2 separate regions of the Danio rerio genome follow, and region 1 is linked to region 2. The links are chromatin contacts, called in public HiCAR-type maps. All regions are on one chromosome and are shown on one strand. Each heading gives the region's core, a stretch centred on a gene start, on an enhancer-like site or on the middle of the called end of the contact. The rest is flanking DNA. Distances are from core to core; before and after follow the strand shown.

Region 1 (5,462 bases), core at 1,017-3,516, 150 kb before region 2:
TTATCAGTCTGTTCACGTTTGTGGAACAAATCTACAGCATTCTTATGTTTTCAGTATTATACAAACATCACAAGTTAATATTGTACATGAAATAGATCAGGGGTTCCCAAACTATTTAGCCAGCAACCCCCAAAATTACAATGCCAGTGACTCGTGACCCCCAATATCCTCTGAGGCGATTATAAATATATAAACCTTACACACTGGCACACACATACCAATAGGCCCAAGTCTATTGACATTTAATTTTGAAGAACGCTACTCAGAGATCATCCTTCATGTTCAGTTGTGGCCTGTATTTATTTTTAAATGTACGCGAGTGCTGTAAAGGTGTCAGAAAGATTAACCTGGTGCTATAAAATCAATGTACTGTGTCTTTAATAAAACAATATCATCCCAGGGGTCGAATTGAATGGCTGATGGCTTTTTATTTGCATGTTTTTAATATAACTAGTAACTACTATTTTTTACTGCAGTAGGTTATGGATAAAATATGGTCTTTATAATAGTTTAATAAAATAAATTAGATTTTTGGAAATCACCAAGTGACCTCCATGTCATTGTCTCCCTACCTCAACTTTGAGGACCACTGACTTAGGTCACTAGTTTATTGAAAGTACATGCAATCTAAAGAACGAGGAAGGTTTCACATTTGGTGTGGACTTCTTAAGTTATTCTGACTGGGTTCAAGGACAGTGTGACAAAGTGACAGACAATTTCCATGGCATCACAAAAAGCCAAAAAAAAAAAAAAATGGCAGCCAAGTAGAGCAAAGAGCAATGACAAGGATCACATAACCTTCCCTGATAAGCCCTCACTCACACAAACAAAACAAATAATGTCTTCTTACAAAACAAACTGATACTGAATCAATCCTAAATAACTATATATGTCTCTTCCATCTCCAATTATAATTTCTAACACGTAGACTTGCTGTAGTTAAACCATAATATTTACGTGACACACAAGACCGCATGGTAAAACACAGACTGCCAAGCCTGTGTGTCATGTGAACTGGATGTGAACTTTACTCCAGATTTATATTATTGGGTGTCTCAGAACAAGCACCTGTTTTTTCCATGGGACCTTATTGGATTGGCCAGAGTAGTTCACAAAGTATGTAAGTGATATAACCACTTACAAAACAACGTTACAAAAAGTAATTATAAATACATAATAATAATGACATGAAGCCAAGAGTCTCACCTCTGCAGTTTGGCTCGCATAAAGACGAACATTCTGAACTCCCACAAGTGCTCCAGATTGCCGCTGTGCCCTGATAATTTGATCAAGCATAATCATAATTATTACATAATGACAGACAAATGTATTTTTAATTACCTTTAAGCATACATCACATGATGTATAAATGTATTTTCATGTTTTAGCTTTGCTATCCTTATATATGAGATTCAATATAATTTTATAAACATTTATCAATAATCAGCTTGTTTTCATTTGTTTATATGAAGCTAGCTGATATTATTTATATATTTTACAATTACTTAACAGGCTATGTAGTATATATAAACAGTAGTCAACATTTGAAGTGAATCGAAACATTTTCAAATTGACAAACAGAAATGAGTGTTGTTCAATAGGACTAGAAGAATTTCGATGAAAGGTTTTGATCCACTTCAAATGTTGACAACTGTATACATTATAAATTACCTACTTTATTTGACAGTCAACCTCAAATTTAAGTTAGTTGGCGTGTATATCCGATAATTTCCCCCCCCTCACTTAACGAAAACAGATAGTGATAATATTTTTAGTAACGTTAAACACAATAAGCTTTCTCGAGCTGAATGAAAACAGTGAGTCTCACCCAGTAATAGCCGGCTGCAGACGGAGGACGGAGCTGCAGATCGCAGGACTCGTAACTTTACGCAACAGCATTATTATGATGACGAGCAGGCCGAGATTCTTCTTTCTTGCCGAACGTTGTTTATCTCCGTTCAACCGGAAGTGTGGAACTTGCCTATGGATCGAATACGAATTAAAAAGTCAAGAAACGTTGATAAATAAAAGGACAACAACGTCCAGCAAGAGGTGAATGGGTTCTGGTCAAGACTGAGCGCCCTACAATGCAGCAGAACCTGTTTTATTTCGTCCTTGAGTGACTTTTCTCTTTTAGATTGTGGCTCTTCCCACCGCAGACCAGGACCCTCCTCCTGTGCACAATTGTGGCGACACACGAACACTTCTGATACAAAAGACTGAAATGAAATGGCAGTCAAAATATGAAAAGTCCTGTGATACGACGTTCCCTGAGTCACCGCGCTGCTTACCGACTACCGGAAGTACAGATCTTTTACGTTAGCACTGAAGGAAGAGTCATGTAACACCACTGATCTCAGATCAGCTTTTAAAGACACTTCGGGACAGGCGCTACAATACCGCCACATTTTGATTGGTTGAGCCTTACGTCTGTCATAGGATGTCTGTAGCTGTTGCTTAGCAACCATTCCACTATCAGTAATCTTGAAGATATTCTTGCATAGAAAAAAAACTAAAGAAGATATTTAGAAAAATGTTGAAAACGGGTAATCATTGATTTGCATAGTATAGGAAAAGCAAATACTATAAAAGTCAATGGTTACCACTGTTCAATATTTTTCTAAAATATCTTGTTTAGTTTTTGCTATACAAGTCAATAGTTCTCAGCTTTCTTCAAAATACATTCTTAAATTATATTAAGTATACAGTCAGAATGATTTGCCTCCTGTATAGTTTTTATATAGAGCTTAAAATAGCACACAGATGATGTTCTCTAGCTCCCTGAAACAGACCTTTTAAGGCTTAGATCCTAATTATGGTGACTGTCGCTTTAAATTTAAATGAGATTGTGCTCTTTTCAGAAGAGGGCGGAGCTACAAATGTCTATGTGTCAGCGTAGTGGCAAATGACAGAAATTACTGTGTATGTGTGTGTGTTTGTGTGTGAGACTGTGTGTTGTGTGATTCATACCCATAGGAGAATGAGCGGAAAGCCTTGAGTTCCACCAATGAGCTTCAGTATTCTAAAGTCTTTGTATCAGTTCAGTTCACAAAGAAATTTATTAGTTTTGTTTTGTTATGTGAACCCTTACTACATATTAAAAAATAACCGTTTGATTTATGAACATTTATTATAACATTGAAGGGGTTAACTAACACACCCATGGTATACATTCACAGAAAAAATGACTTCACCAGTCTTGTTTATTATTAAGGCAAAAAATATTGTAATTTTTATAAATTAGCAGATAAATACATACAGATTAAATATTGCCCGATTATTATTTGATGTATTTTTTTTTTTTTTTTTTGGTGGAGTTGCAACGATGAGTCACACACAATGTCGTTACAAAGTTCACGTACACACACACACACAGATACTAAGCAATTGTGACAGGATACACATTAATATTCACTCCTGTATGGATATCTGCTATGTTAATGTACAAAAAAACATTTTTTATTGCCACAAACCGGGACTGAAGCGTTTTCTTTTGTAACTGTGGTGACATGCGGCTGTGGTGATGAAGACAGTAAAATCACTGTAATTCATTAGAAACGTGCACGGTTTTAAAAAACGTTTTTAACATGTAAAACTCATTCTTGATCACATTTGATGATGATTTATGATCACAGCAAGCTGAACAGATCTTTTAATTCCAGTTGCTTTGCACACGTCCTGTCTTGTTGATATGAATATTCGTGTTACTATAGCCCCTTTCACACATACAGACCTTTCCGGAAAATTACCGGAAATTTTCCGAAAAGGTCTGTATCTGAACAGGCCCATTTACAAAAAACGGTAAATTCGTTCTGGCTATTTTCCGGAAAGAGAAGTTGTAACTTTACCGGTAATTTGCGGGAATGCTGCGCTGTCTGAAAGTAGAAGGAAGATTGCCGGAAAAAGTGTGTGTCATTCGGAAAAAGCGTGTTATCTGTCATTCTCACGCGGTAGATGCTCTGTTTAACTGTTTTCTTGCTAATAAAATGCTCAGTTTTTACGTACACTTACTTAACGTAATGTTAGTAGCAAATGCGCTTATGGCGCGACGCAACTGGCTCTTAAAGGGAATGGGAGATGAGACTCCGATTAATTTATTCTCAAAACACACCTATAACTCATTAAGAAAATAAACTCAGCCGTTTTAGACCATGCGCCACGGTGCAAAGCAGATTTTCCCGTCCTTAAAATAGCAAAAATGCATTCTGACACGCCCTAAAAGCATTTGAGCCGTGCGTTTTGCGCTCTGCGCATGGACTGTCAAAATAGAGCCCATTTTCTTTATATTACCCCAATTCGACAGAGGAGACACTATACCTACACACAGTTCCGTCCAAAAAGCTTACAAAAAATTATTTTCATTACAGGTGCCCTTTCATTCATATAAAAGGCACTCTAAGTCTCGATTAAAAAAAAAAAAAAAGTTTGGTTGAGTACAATGACCAAATGCCAAACCATTGTCTTGACTAAACAATTTATACACTTAATGCATTTAGAACATAGGCCTCAAATTGGATTCATGGAGGGCCACAGCTCTGCATAGTTTAGCTCCAACCCAAATCAAACTCAACTAATCAAGGTGTTCAAGACTACTAGACTATTAAGAAGGTGTGAACTGAAGGTGGTTGGAGATAAATCTGCAGAGCCGTGACCCTCCAGGAATTGAACTCGAGACCACTGATTTAGATATTTGACCTAATAACATGGGAACTCAGCAATACAAATACAGATTTGGATAATTGACCATAATCATTGTTTTGTATGTTAGTAACTGGTCTACAAAAACTAAAGCCTTCATAGAATTTTTCATCAGGAAAAATGGTACTATTTTAAATCGGAATGCTTTAATTCATTTAATTTAGGCTATACAATGCTATTCATTCATTGATGTATTTATTACTGGCAGAAAACAAGTTAATTTCCAGAGATTTTTAGCGTTAAATTGCAGAAGAAATAAAAAAATGATATAAAGGCACTCAAATGTTCACTAATTATTTCTCTTCAAGTCAAATTAATTAAATTAAAAAATAAGTCAACTTAACAAGTCTGGTGCGTGTTGTAGGTGAACCCAAAGCAAGTGTTTGATTATGCAGGATGGAGAATCTGATTTAAAGTTGTTTAAATGCAATATACATATAAACCCCATCCTCTATTATGTGGTAGTGCATGAGATAATGGATATTGAAACATATTAAAACAATATATTGACACAAAATCCCAAAGACGAGACGGTAAATCAACATGGAGAGAATAAATGACTAGTTTCAGAGTTAATTCTATCATACATTTATTTGGAGTGAAGACATGCAAAAGTGACAGTATCTGATGATATTCAAAAATGTAACACTTAAACATGACATTCCATTGAAATTCAGTCTTTATGTAGCACCTGCATACTTTTCTATAAACTCATATAAAAAAGGCGCTATTGATTATCAGCCATATAAAGAGACAAAAAAAAA
Region 2 (5,156 bases), core at 2,057-4,556:
TCCCATAGGTCATTTCTCAGTTGTCATGGCCATCAGCAGGTTAAACCCAGCACAAAGCAGCTATGACAGATGTCAAAACAGCCAATCAGTAGACTGGTTTATTTAGCTTGTTATCCAGTTAGGAGACTTTATGGATGACAACTGGAGGGTCATCCCTGGTCTGAGAGTCTGACCCTCACATCTTGTTAAGATGTCATCTCCTTTACTTGCCCTACGTCAACTCATCTTTATCCCATGGAAATCAGCTGTTTGTTTGCAGACAAAACCTTGTCAGAATCTGCATATTTTTCTCTGTGTGTGCAATATATGAGATATTAAAGTGCACGTGGTTTGGTGCTCTCATTATGTAATGCAGTAATAGTACTTTGGACCTTTTATATTGGTTTGCAAGGGTTGCATCACATTAGGTTAGTTAGTGGTATATCTGCTTGAGCCAAGGAACATGCGGGGCTGTGTAATTGCTGTAGGAGTCACGGTCACTGCCCTTTTTGTCTGTTTACTCTTTGCAAGTGTACCTGCTTTCGCCAGTACAGTTTATTCTAAGAGGAGTGACAGGTTATATAATATTTAATATCTTTTGAAATACAGATAAAGAAAACGTCCATGTGATTCATTTCGCTGCTTTTAGGAAGCATTAATAGAGATTTAGTTAATTCTGCACTGAAGCGGAATACTCTGCACATGACAAAAATGAAAACAAATCTCACAAGATCATTCACAACTAGAAGAAATGAAAACTGCATACACTTGGTTCTGTTTTAAAGTGTGCAAGCATTTAAAGCTGCAAATGACAAAACAGCAATGCTGGTTTAAATCTGATTCACACCAAACCAACAGACGGCAACAGCCTTGTTTTGTCAGATCAGTATGTTACCCTTCTCTGTGTCTGGCGGCTGTCCGAGCTTGTTTTCGGCGATTGAACATGCTGAATCGGTGCTCATTGGGTCGTAGTCTGACAACTGCCTGTGCCATGTGAATTGGGCTTTATAGTAAACAGAATTGTATTGTGCATTGGTGTGGACACTGGAATAGTAATCATTATCGCTCACTTCATAGTTCTCACTGTTAGTGTGAACAGGCCTTATTACGGAAAGCTTGATAACTCTAGGCAAGAGATGCCCAAATTAGGGCCAAGGTTGGCTTATTTTGCAATCTTTGATTCGGCTCAACATCTCATCTGAAAAGACAGTAAGAATGATGGGCAGGGTTGGGTGAATGATTTTAACAGATTGTCATTTCTAATTTAAAATAACCTTTTTTGTTTGTTTTAATTGCTGAGCTACAAAAAAGAGCCAACTGAAATTGTTTAATTTCAATGTTAATTGTAAATACATAAATGAATACTTAGTAAAAATGTTAATACTGTCACTTGACAAATAGCGGACAATGCAGAAGACATCTGCAAGCAAATCATTGCAAAATCAGGTGCAGCTTAACTAGTGTAACTCCATTCTGCTATAAATGAGATAAAACTCTCTGTTTTTACTGTAATAAGTTTAGTAAAACGTTGAAAAATGTAGTTAATATAAAGCAATGTTTTATTGTTATTTTAAAATATAATTTAATAAATTAGGGAGTATCCAAGGCAACTATTTTTACCTTCCCTTCGGCCCACTAGCAATCGGGTTTGTAAGAAAAGGTTTGGGCACCCCTGCTTAAAGGAACAAGTTAATTACAAAAAAATAATTATGCCTCAAACTGAATAAAATGAATGAAATGTGTTAAATTGTTACAGAATTATCATGTTTTTATTTAAAGCTAATTTGGCAGTAATTATGGGAGGAGTACTTTTTTTTTTTAATTACCACACTGTTTAAAAAATATATTTATTGGTGTGGTGTTTGCATAAAGAACCTTTAACTTCCATGCAGCCTTTTCAAAATGTTCTTTACAGTGTAATAAAAGGTTGATTTATGAACATGATTTTCACGTTATTAAACTATTCACTGAATGGTTTTTCAGCATCATGATTGAGCCTCATTATTATTATTTTTTAATAAATTCAATATACTTTTTTGAATTAAGATGAGCTTTTTTAAGATAATGTAGTAACAGAAAAAATATTTATTTTAATCGGCATATTTAACTTTGCCATTAGCCCCAAAGTCCAATGTAGGAGCCGTTTATCATAAAAGATGAAAGAAACCTCAGCCTATTGATATCGACTGCTTATTAGAAAAATATCATAGTTATCTCACACTTTCTGCCCTGCAGACCGAAACAGCATTTTCTACATGTGCTATTGCAATGCGTTGACAGAAATACTTAGAAAAAGATGACCTAGGGACCTTGCGGTGTGTATCTCAACTGTTTGCTCAAGTTGAGCCCTATAGTGAGAAGACACGATAACACACGCTCAGGTGGCAGCGTGGATAAGAAAGCAAGATGAACTTCAGTAACAGACTTTCCCTTCTCCACAGCAAAGTGGGCCCCTCTACTCAACTTTTGGGGCCCAACCACTTTTCTGGAGAGGAAGAAAAACACTGTTGTTTCAACACCAAACTGCAGCTGCGTACCCAAAATCAGCATGCAGTCAGCATGTCTACGGATGTGTTCTCTACCGTTTTTAAATGCAAGATGCAATTAAACGACGCCTGCCACGTTAACACCCATCTCCAGGACTTACTCTTGCACTGAAGCTCCACCATCGCCTGGTACCATTCCTCCTGGTCCGCCTCGTTCTCGGCCGCCACCACGAAACTCTCCGCCCGCGTGTAGAGCACTATCATGTGTTTATTCTTCGAGTCTGCCCGTTTGTTTATGTTGAAGCACGTCTCCAGCGCCAGAGCCTTTTTGGGCACGGGCGCTTTACCACGAAATTTCTTCTCACTCTCGTAGTATTCGAGTCGGGCCGGGCCGCGCTCCGAAGCAGCCCGCAGCACGAAGTAGCGCCGGTGCATGGACTTCTGCTTGCGGAGATAGCCGCTCCTGCGGACGTCCTCCGTGCTGTTCTGCAGCTCCATGTGGTTCTCCATGCTCTCTCAATCAATGTTCAGCCCTAAAAGTAGCGAACGACAACAAATGCACAATCCGTTGCTTGAAAAAAGTCATGTGCGCAAAGGGCGAGAGAGGCTCCAACAAGCAGTTTCCTTCCCAAAATAATGTCACTGAGCTCTGCGGTTGTGCTTGAGCTGAATGTGTGAGCAAGAGAGCACATGCGGAGCGGCGTGCGAGAAGCGACACAACTACTACTATTTAGAAGCAGCTTTACGAGTTGAATAATCTCATTAGTGTAGCGTACAGCAGACAGACAGACAGACAGATCCCAGCACCCCTCCTCTCCAGAGCAGCCCTCACTGCTACTGTGAAGCTCTGTCACTCATCGGGCTTCTGTAGTTCAGGCTATGAAAGAGAGAGAGAGCGTGTGTGTGTGTGTGTGTGTGTGTGTGTGTGTGTGTGTGTGTGTGTGTGTGTGTGAGAGAGAGAGAGAGAGAGAGAGGCTATAGCACGAGGTTGCGGACCAGAATCGGATTTCATCCTCCTCGGCATAAAACTAATTTCACTTTTTAATTCTCATGCATTAAAAAAGTGCATCTCGTTAAGTAAGAACCTCACGCTAATATCTGAATGTGAAAACATTTTTAAGTTCTGAGCGTTACTGTGTTTTTACAATGTTACTACTCATTTACAACTTTTTCTTTCATATTTAAATATCGATGAGAAATGTGTTTGATAACTTTCTAAAAAAGGACTAGGATAGGCTTAAGTTGTTTAAATGTATTTGAATTTGTAACTTGAAATTGTTTATAAACATATTTTTTATATTTCATTAATATTTTTAAATTCATAACTTTGTAGACCAGTGATGCTCAAACTAGGGCCTGCGGGCCAAAGTTGGCTCTTTGTATCCTTTGATTTGGCCTGCCAGAGATAAATTGATTGGGAATGGTTGGGGAATGCCTTTAACAGAAATTTTCGTTTCTATTTTAATGTAACCTTTTGTTTGTTTGTTTGTTTTATTGTTGAGAGACAAAAAAAGCAAAATGAAATCATATGTTTTAATTAAATGTTGTAAATGAATCAGATTTTTAAAATGTTGTGCAAACATTAGGTATGCACGAATAGGAGACAAAGCAAAAGGAATCAGCATTCAAATCAAGGCAAATGCAGGTTCAGCTTGACTATTCAGCATTGAACACCGATGTTTTATAAGTGGAACTTTTTGTATGGTTTTGTAATAGGTTTGTTATAATAATATACATTTTTGAAAAATTAGAACGCATTAGTAAATACAGTTAAAGTAATTTTTCCTATTTATTTTTAAATATTATGATATAAATTATGAAAATAAACGTGGCAACTTTAATAGTTTGCATTGTTTACTTTCGGCCCACAGCTCTCAATCAAGCTTGGATTTTGGTCTTTCACAAGAAAAAGTTTGGGCACCCCTGTCACACCTCTTCTGGGGTCAACAAGGATATTCTGTAAATGACTTCTGGGAGTTAAAGGTTAGAACGAACCTTTCTTGACAAATGTTTGTTAAAACTAGGCTGTCTGTTGCTTGGTTGCAGACTTCAGAGCTATCTGCTTCAGTGGAACTGAATTCAACTGAACGTCAACATTTACATAAAACAGAACTGAATCAGGGCAGCACCGTGGTGCAATGGGTAGCACCATCGCCTCACAGCAAGAAGGTCGCTGGTTCGAGCCCCAGCTGGGTCAGTTGGCATTTCTTTGTGGAGTTTGCATGTTCTCCCCGTGTTTGTGTGGGTGTGCTCCCGTTTCCATAAGTCCAAAAACATGCGCTATAGGTGAATTGGGTAAACTAAATTGTTCATGTGTGTGAATGAGTGTGCATGGGTGTTTCCTAGTGATGGGTTGCAGCTGGAAGGGCGTCCTCTGCATAAAACATATGCTGGTAAGTTGGCGGTTCATTTCGCTGTGTTGACCCCTGATGAATAAAGGGACTAAGCTGAAAAGGAAATGAATGAATGAATAAACTGAATTAGCATTAATTTTATGCTAACTACACCAGCTTATCCTGCCTGCTGAAATACTTGAATGTTCCACTATCTGACATATTGTTTTGGCATATTACTTTTCTCTTCATAAGCTGCTTTAACTCAATCTACATGGCATAAAGTGCAATAAGAATAAAGATTAATTGAGCTGAATAGTTATTCTCAGGTTCGTAATTGTTGATACAACAATAAGAC

The links. HiCAR-type assays count read pairs that join an accessible place to other places.
Region 1: a HiCAR-type map of caudal fin shows a contact between it and region 2, with 4 times the contacts expected there. The contact joins the promoter of acadvl here to the promoter of si:ch73-335l21.1 in region 2. A contact is called at or near these places in 3 of 18 Hi-C or Micro-C datasets (caudal fin, embryo and hematopoietic stem cells) and 2 of 4 datasets of contacts at active chromatin or transcription factors (caudal fin and gastrula embryo).

The regions. Positions count from the first base shown.
Region 1 is chr7:20,276,289-20,281,750 of GRCz12tu, reverse strand. acadvl (acyl-CoA dehydrogenase very long chain) reads right to left here and starts at 2,266. Exons shown (of 21, transcript NM_212611.1): 1 at 2,100-2,266; 2 at 1,829-1,981; 3 at 1,207-1,276. The coding sequence starts at 1,899. LOC141375342 (a long non-coding RNA gene) reads left to right here. Exons shown (of 2, transcript XR_012383237.1): 2 at 1-2,195. It also overlaps a transcript of dvl2 not described here.
Region 2 is chr7:20,125,652-20,130,807 of GRCz12tu, reverse strand. It overlaps si:ch73-335l21.1, which reads right to left and starts at 3,306. Exons shown (of 5, transcript XR_012383234.1): 1 at 2,627-3,306. It also overlaps a transcript of acap1 not described here.